Linked DNA regions of Zea mays: all the other regions are linked to region 2. Evidence: chromatin contacts called from public Hi-C data. All regions are on one chromosome and are shown on one strand. The core of a region is the stretch at or near the end of the contact, and the rest is flanking DNA. Distances in the headings are between cores, read along the strand shown. Region 1 holds the start of LOC100383166 (Plastidal glycolate/glycerate translocator 1 chloroplastic). Region 2 holds the start of LOC100283945 (choline-phosphate cytidylyltransferase B). Region 3 holds the start of LOC100283395 (26S proteasome non-ATPase regulatory subunit 13 homolog A).

What was found. A called contact is a pair of places that touch in the nucleus more often than the background predicts.
Region 1: a contact with region 2 is called in a Hi-C map of bundle sheath, with 2.6 times the contacts expected there. The contact joins the promoter of LOC100383166 here to the promoter of LOC100283945 in region 2. A contact is called at or near these places in 4 of 25 Hi-C or Micro-C datasets (bundle sheath, ear and leaf).
Region 3: a Hi-C map of ear shows a contact between it and region 2, with 2.5 times the contacts expected there. The contact joins the promoter of LOC100283395 here to the promoter of LOC100283945 in region 2. A contact is called at or near these places in 4 of 25 Hi-C or Micro-C datasets (ear, leaf and tassel).

What each region holds. Positions count from the first base shown.
Region 1 is chr1:106,845,087-106,847,786 of Zm-B73-REFERENCE-NAM-5.0, forward strand. It overlaps LOC100383166 (Plastidal glycolate/glycerate translocator 1 chloroplastic), which reads right to left and starts at 1,401. Exons shown (of 8, transcript NM_001175831.1): 1 at 964-1,401; 2 at 567-882; 3 at 131-395; 4 at 1-38. The coding sequence starts at 1,326.
Region 2 is chr1:107,277,222-107,279,921 of Zm-B73-REFERENCE-NAM-5.0, forward strand. LOC100283945 (choline-phosphate cytidylyltransferase B) reads right to left here and starts at 1,395. Exons shown (of 8, transcript NM_001156843.2): 1 at 1,055-1,395; 2 at 615-728. The coding sequence starts at 1,242.
Region 3 is chr1:106,765,917-106,768,616 of Zm-B73-REFERENCE-NAM-5.0, forward strand. LOC100283395 (26S proteasome non-ATPase regulatory subunit 13 homolog A) reads right to left here and starts at 1,301. Exons shown (of 8, transcript NR_178211.1): 1 at 1,072-1,301; 2 at 709-892.

The sequences.
Region 1 (2,700 bases), core at 151-2,650, 430 kb before region 2:
TGATCGGATGCAGCACTTTCTTGACGCCAGGTGGTAACCTGAAAACACTCAGACCGTACGTCAGTCCAAAACTAACTGCATACTTGGGATCCTATTGATCGATCGAGTTTATACAAGCGTACGTATTTACCCAGAACCAACCATGTATCCCAGCACATTAGCAGCAAGCAGGAAAGGAAGGCATGTTCTTGCCGTGGTACCAAACGCCGTGGGATTGAAACATGCGACGCCGAACGACGCGACGAATATAGCTGACCATGCCCAGATCTCCGACGTGGAAAACGGCGACGGCTTCTTCGTGGGCTCCGATGGTGCAAGAAGCTCTGTCTTCACGAGTTTTCGCATGGCTAACACTGTATATCCTGCCACCGTCAGGGTAGCAAACCAGCCACCAACTGAAAAAGTAGTTTCACATCCCATGAATAGCTAAACATAACGGCTAGCACAGAAGATCCCGACAGCATATATATATATATATATATATATATATATATATATATATATATATATATATATATATATATATATATATATATATATACGCGATGAAAAGGACTCATTCATACAAGTGATTGCAAGGATCTTGATTCCTGAGGCCGCTGGAATATCCCCGACGGCGAGCGGCAGCACGACCAGTGTCGGGACGTAGAACAAGGACAGCCACCTCTGGATGAACAGCGTGGCGGGCTCAAAGAAGCCAATGAACGCCTTCGCGAGAGGAGGCACGAATGTGTCGAAGACTACGAGCACCGAGAAGACACAGAACATGCCGAAAAGGGCACTCGGGAACTTGATGGACGCGGCGACGAATGCCTGCTTGAGGAACTTGTCCATGGCGAGCAGAATGCCCAGCGACACGAGCAGATGCGCCACCCCGATAATCTGCATATATACAAGCATCAGGTTCGATTCTTGAAGAGAGAGAGAACGATGTGTCAAATATAAAGGAAAGCGTCTTCTCACGGCGGGCAGCACTCCTGTGGAAGCACTGGCGGCGTGTCCGGTGCCAGCGGTGGAGCTGGGGACGATAAGGCGGCGGCGAAGGTCGGCCGACGATGATCGTTTAAGCGTGGTGGCCTCATTGTTGGCTGGACCCATGAAGCCGGTGTCGGCGGCAGGGATGCGCTTCAGTGCTGCTGTTGGTCGGACCCGGGCCCGGCACGGAGAGACGGAGGAGGAAGGGGAGCAGCAAGAAGAATGGCGGCGGCATCGAGGAGGAAGCAGCGTACAGGACCGGGCGGCCGACGACGTAGCCCGGGGAAGGGAGGAGAGCGGGTCGTGGCGGCAACGTAGGTTGGTAATCCCAATCATGGCGGTGGCGGCCATGGAGCTCGTGGGGGTGCAGAGGGAGGAGGAAGAGACGGCAGAGTTCGGTCTCTGCTCCTCCCTCGTCTTGAGCAGACGGAGGAGGCTAGCAGGCGAGGTGGTGACGGAGACTCCATTCGTCGGGATGGGATAGGAGCTACTGAACGAGAGCGAGCGATGGAAGTGTGGCTAGAAATTATCGACATGGCAGCGAGCGAGGATGGGGTTGGGATTGAGAACGTTGGGCTGCGAGAGACCCTCACCTCACTTGATCGATCAATACAATCTCTCATCCTCTTCTTCGAGGAAAGCGACGTACGGCCGCGGGGGTCGGATTTGTGGCTGTCCACGACCCGGGGCGGAAAGCCGGAAACGGACAGAACCACAGCGGCCGGGTGCGCGTGCTCGTCGTCATCCTCCTGCTCTGCGCTCGAACTTGGTGGACGTCGCCGGCTGCAGCCATGCGTGAACGGACGGCGAGATCGGCCGTGCTACCCAGGGCCCTGCAGCACTACACTCTACACGGGGTCGCCGCCGGGAACATGAACTCCTCGTCCTCCTCCGCGCCCAACACCCTGAGCTCAAAGCCCATAGACACCCGCCGGCAGGTCACCTGAACATGGAGCGGGTTGCCGTTGGATATTTTGCTGCTGCAGAGGCAGCCAGACAGGTCACAAGCATCGTTGCGGGTTCTTGCCTTCTTGCGGGACGTTGCGCTCTCATCCAATGGGCTTCGCCGCTGAGCAGCTCACATGCTGCTGCATTCTTGCGGGACGCTGCGGGCTCTCGTCCAATGGGCTTCGCGGAACAGTTCACATGCTGCCGCAAACAAGTTGCAGCTGGTCCGCATCTGCCATAAAGCATGATTTTGCGGGGCGGACATGGGGTTCCCGTAACAACAAAACCAGCCTCGTCTGCGAGCCTAGTACCAACCAAGCGCTCCTGTCGTCAGAGATGTAATGGTACCCAAAATCCAAAAAACGAATGTGTTTTGCGTGTTACAGAGAAAAGTACCAAAGACTTCAATCCAACGGGTACGGGTTGTCGGTGTAGAAGAGTGAACTGTTGTATCGATAATAGATGGGATACAATATATATTGACTCAACCCTAACTCTAATGGGTCGGCAGTCCAACAGTGGTGTCAGCCCACACACACAGTCTAACATCCTCCCGCAGTCACAACGGGGGCACCACACACGATGAGACTAGAGTAGAGGCCGAATGTAGGAGCCGACGGGTTGAAATCCCCCCGCAGTCGCAGCGTCGTAATGGTGCGAATGTTGCGGCTAGAGTAGAGACCGGTGTGTGCTCCAAGAAGACGATAGCCCCTAGATGCCGAGGTAGCCAAAGTCGAGGTGGTCGCGGTCGGGAGACACGCAACAGAAGCCTGATCT
Region 2 (2,700 bases), core at 145-2,644:
TCGACCTCCATTCGCAGCATGTAATTATACAGTATCCTCAATTTAGAGGATATGAAAAGAATGAGAAACCTAAGCTGCAGGAGAGGTCTGCTCTGAGTCATGAAGCAAAACGCCTCACACACGAAAAGGGAAAATACAACTAGACTTGTTGTGCTGTTGGATCTTGTTATACAGATAGTATAATATGATGCATCTTTGTACAATTTTGGCAGCAAAGCAGGCACAATTTTATGAATACAGAATGCTCGCAAATTCAAGCGCGCACGCACATATCACACAGACACAACAATGGTTTTTAAAGCGGTAAGGCGGTCCAAGGCGTTGGAGCACCGCCTGGACGCCTAGGCGAGGTAGGCGGGCAAGGCGCCTAGACGTTAGACCACCGCCCTGACGCCTAGGCGACGCCTTAAGAACAGAGGACACAACAGAAGGAGGTCCCTACTGACAAATTGGGCATGCTAGTTAGAAATGACCGAACATGTTAATACTAGACTGTGCATCATACTGTAACGATGAATAATAAGGGGAAAATGAGAGATGCTTTGCTTTTCTGAATCTGAATTAGTAGCTAGCACTAGTAACAAACAAAAGAGTGTATATATATATTTACTAACTTGCAGTGCCGCAGGGATTCGTATCGCTCTTCCTGGGTCATGACGGTCTTGCCCTTGTAGCGGTAGGTTAGCTCGTCGTTGCAGCATCCGACGAGAAGATAGGTGTTGGGGAACCTGCGAGGTGTCGCAAAACGACACGTCAGAATCAAAACGAAACGGATGGCACTGGCACGCATGGAATCAAGCGCATCCAGATCAAGGTGATGGAGGTTGTTGAGATGTCAACTCCGGCGGGGCGGCGTGGGTTTGGCGGGCACGCGCAAGACGAGCCTGAGGGAGCGGCAAGCGCGCCGCGGCCGGCGTCGTGCAGATCTGATCTAATCTGAGACTCTTGAGTCCGAGGCATCGATATCGATGGATGGATATCAAATCGATGTGTCATTGGGGCCGATCTGACATGAAGAAAGTGAGGGGGAGGGGTAGAAGAGAAGGGACCGTACAGCATCTTGGCCTGCTCGAGGGCGCGGGCGTGGCCGAAGTGGAAGAGATCGAAGATGCCGTCGGCGTAGACGCGCACGGGGCGGTCGTCCTCGGCCTTCCTCTTTGCGGCGGTGCTGGTGTCGGTGCTGCTGAGCGCGGAGGCGGGCTTGGCGCCCTGCCGCTTCTTGGCATTGGAGACGCGCGCCATCTTTCTCGCTGGGATGGTAACGATTTGCGCAGGCGAAGGGGGGTTGGAGGTGGATGGCTGCCTGGTCGAACTGCTCAGTTCGGCCTCCCTTCCTGGGAGGGCAAGGCCGCGTGCAGGCTCGCCAATAAAAAGGCGCGGATCGCTGCGGAACTCGATCCATCCACCTGGTGGGGGCGCGGGGTTGAAGGCGGGGAGCGGCGGGACCGTGTCCACTCCACGGTGTCCGTGTCAACCGCCCATGTGCTGGGAATCCACAAAACATCGCTACTTTGAAACAATCTAAGGCTAGGCTAACCACATTTTTTTCTAAGAATTTTCATTTTCCCAAGAAAAAATAAATTAATTTTCTATAAAAAAATAGAAATCACTTGGAAAAATATGGTTCCAAACTAGTACTAAATAAAATATCACTCGTTTTCAAGCAATTTTAAAAACAGCATCAGTTTCATCAAATAAATTTAGAAACAGCATTTCATCTATATTTTTTCATTCTTTTATTTCTCAGCTCACAAAAACTGGACCAAATTGCCCCTATCATTTCCCAGCCTTATTTTTTATCTATTCAGTCCATAAGAACAACATAAATGCGTACAAATATATGAACACTATTTTATATTATTAAGAATAATATTAAACATACAAATAAACACAAATATTTTGTAAGGATAAAGTTTAGATTTAACAATTAAACTTCAAAACTATATTCTGGGATGGAGGGAGTAGTTTTTATACAACATATTTTTTTAATAAGACAAATGATTGAAGTTTTTGAAAAAAACAACCACGTCAAATAAAAAGGAACAGAGAAAGTACATTTGAAGACCATTCGATGAACCAAGTATGTCTAAATTTTAGTAGCTTGATGTTGAAAATATTTAGGTTTGAAATTCAACGGTTAAATCTAAACTTTTTCCTTCATAAAAAAATATGTGCCTATTTGTATGTTTAACACTATAAAAATAAGGGTAATTCCATGTATGCCATCGGGAATTATTTTCATCTCTTATGTGTCACTGGTCCCACATGTCACACACACAAAAAAATCTTATATGCCACCCATGGCACACAAGGGATGAAAATACATTTTGATGGCATACATGGAATTAGTCCATAAAAATAGAGCTTATATGTTTTATCAGTTTATGTTTTTATGGACATAAGAGATAAAAATAGGATGTGAAATGAATAGGGATAATTTGGTCTATCTATATGTGGTGTAAGCAATAAAAAATGCAAAATATAGATAGGGTGTTATTTTCTGAAATAATTTGGTGAAACCGGTGCTATTCTATGAAATGCTTGAAAATGGATACTATTTTCTAAACGTCTTCTCAAACCAGTGTTGTTTTGTGGATTCTCCCCTGCGCGCGAGGGCTTGGGACCTGCACGACAGGGATAAAAAAACGGTTTCTTCTTATCGGACCAGACCAGTAACAATTTTTTAGCCAGTTTTTTGAA
Region 3 (2,700 bases), core at 51-2,550, 510 kb before region 2:
CAGCAAGCCCACTAGAGGATAAAGAAACTCTTGATAAAACAAATAGGCATATGAGATAACGATAATTGGTTTAGGAATTTTTTAAACAAGGCAATGAACAATTGAAAGAAGGAACTCAGCCTGCTCTGGTTTTCCTTCAACATCATTGCTCTTCAGCAATTGCACATACATACAGCATCTTTAGTTCAGTGGAAATTCAAGTAATATGTGTGATAGATATCAATTGTAGCACCCAAATGAGGATAACCAGAACAACTGCTTGATAATTTTTTAATAGATCCAATTATTCCAAATTTTATGCAAATCAATTATGTTTGGCTAAAGCAAACTGGAGCTGCAGAAGGGTACTCGAATAACATGCATAAAGTTTCATGTGTCCAAGACGCAGGCTGGTGAAACTCACAGTACATCGGAATTGAATTGAGAACCATGAGCAACAAAGAATTGACTGAATACTGGAGACTTGTATGCATTTTCCCCCACATAAGTAACTCAAAATGATTAGGCTGGCAACAATTATCCAGTCAAAACTCTTAAATCTTACTAAAACATGGGAAGTCTAGGAGGCGGGGTGGGTTTGCGGCGAGATCCGCCTTATGAACGAAGGCGTCTGTAATCCATCTGTCAGGCATCCCCATCTGTAAAGCATTAACTAACCCTAAGATGAGGAAGGCGGTGGGAGAGATAGAGGAGGAAAAGGAAGCGAACCTGTGCGACCTGGAGCTGTAAGAATTGGTCGAGCTTGAGGGTGAGCTGGTGCCATAGCTTCCGCTGGTAGAGGTCGGCGAGGGAGGCGTACCAGTCGGAGAGGTCCGGGCGCAACTGCCGCTGCGCCTCCACGTACTGCAGCGCCATCGCAACCCCACCTCCGGTTCCCGTCCCGAGCAAGCAGCTGTTGACCGATAGGATTAGAGAGAAGATCTGCTACGGCGACTGCGGCTCCGAGGGTGACGGCTGAGAGAGAGAGGAAGGGTAACAACCACCAGCAACAGCGAGTGAAAATGAAAACCCTAGCGCTGGCGGAGGTGTGGCAGCCTGGCAGGAGCAGAGGGGAAGAGGGAAGATACTTGCCGTGAGACGGAAGGGAAGGATCCGGATCGGTCGACTAGTAGATCTATCTCCGCAGGTCTGGACTCGATCGCAAGTACAAGGCAGAGAAGCCCGACGGCTGCTACGGGGCGAACGCACCAACACGAGTACATATGGTAATGAACTAAGAGCGCTCATGAACTAATGGGTACGCGAAAACCATTTTATCTGATATAAGACGACGTTAGAATGACCCTCCTAAATTATAATTTATTTGGATTCTCTGTGTCAAGCTTAACAATGGATGGTGTTCGAACCAAAAAAGAGCTGCGGACGGTCCGGCTCTGAGGCCGGACGGTCCGCGGTCCGGACAATCCGCGCCTGTGGGCCGGACGGTCCGCGCGTGCGCAGAACAGATTAGGGTTCCGAGTTTTGTGCTACGGTTGTTAGCTATATTCGCGGAATTAGCTCGGAATCAGTTGTGTAAAGGGTCCAGCCCCCCTCCTCTATAAATAGAGAGGTCTACGGCCGATTTGTATCATCAACAATCGAATCAATACAACTTCTATTCGCATTTATTTCCAGTACAATTAGGAGTAGTTCTAGTCTAGTTCTAGTTTAGCCTCTCGATCCCCAAATTCTCCGCCTCTCCTCGACTCTACGTCGATTAGAGGAGTCTAGGTCGGCCGGCCCGAGCCTAGACAACCCCTAGGATCTCTCCTCCCCGACGGGGTCCCTCCCGGGAGCGAGATCCAGGCGTCGCCGGCGATCTTCCGCCGCCCCTGCGCACGCGTGGACCGTCCGGCCCCAGGGCGCGGACCGTCCGGACGTCAGGCAGGAAAACCTAGCCCCTGCGCCAAGTCGCGGACCGTCCGGCCCCAGGCCGCGGACCGTCCGCGCCTGACCAAAGAGCACCACCGTCGGTTCTTCTTGAGTATTTGGCGCTCCGAAAAGGCGTCAACATACTTTTTGGCGACTCCGCTGGGGAAGACATATCTAAGCTTATCAAATCGGCCCTCAATGGCCGGTTCAAGGGATAGCTCTGATATTTCTCCAAGCAACATCATAGAGCCGACTTGGGAAACCTTGCCGGCTGACGAGCAGCTCCAGTTTGAGGAGCACAAGGAGCGGATGATCCAGGAGGCGAAAGCAAAGTTCTTGGCCAACTTCAAAGTGGACAGGAACAACAAGGTCGTCCGACATCGGGCGACGGATCCGGCTTCGCTCCAACCCACGCCAGATATCCCCAATGTAAGTAATACCAACGATCTGCAATCTCTTAGAAATTATGTAGAAGATCAGCGTGAACAAATGCAGAACACCATAGGGGTATGCAAAGCGATATTAAGAGACTAGTACGTGCATTTGATAAATCTAGTAACGCAAATTTTCCTTCGCACGAGGTTGAGTTAGGAGATAACGCGTGTAACACATCGGCTACAGGTTGTCACGACCAGTCACAACCCCTGTATGGGATGCCGATGGACACATACCCTAAGCAACCGCAAATCGGCAGCAAACCAGCCGATCTGCACATGCCCGGACCGTCCGCACGTGAGCGCGGACCGTCCGGGCCAGCAACAGTCGGGCCTATTTTTAATGAGTTACCTAGATATGCGCCCGAGCCACCACACACGACACAGAACCCAAACTACCCAGTCGGACGGTCCG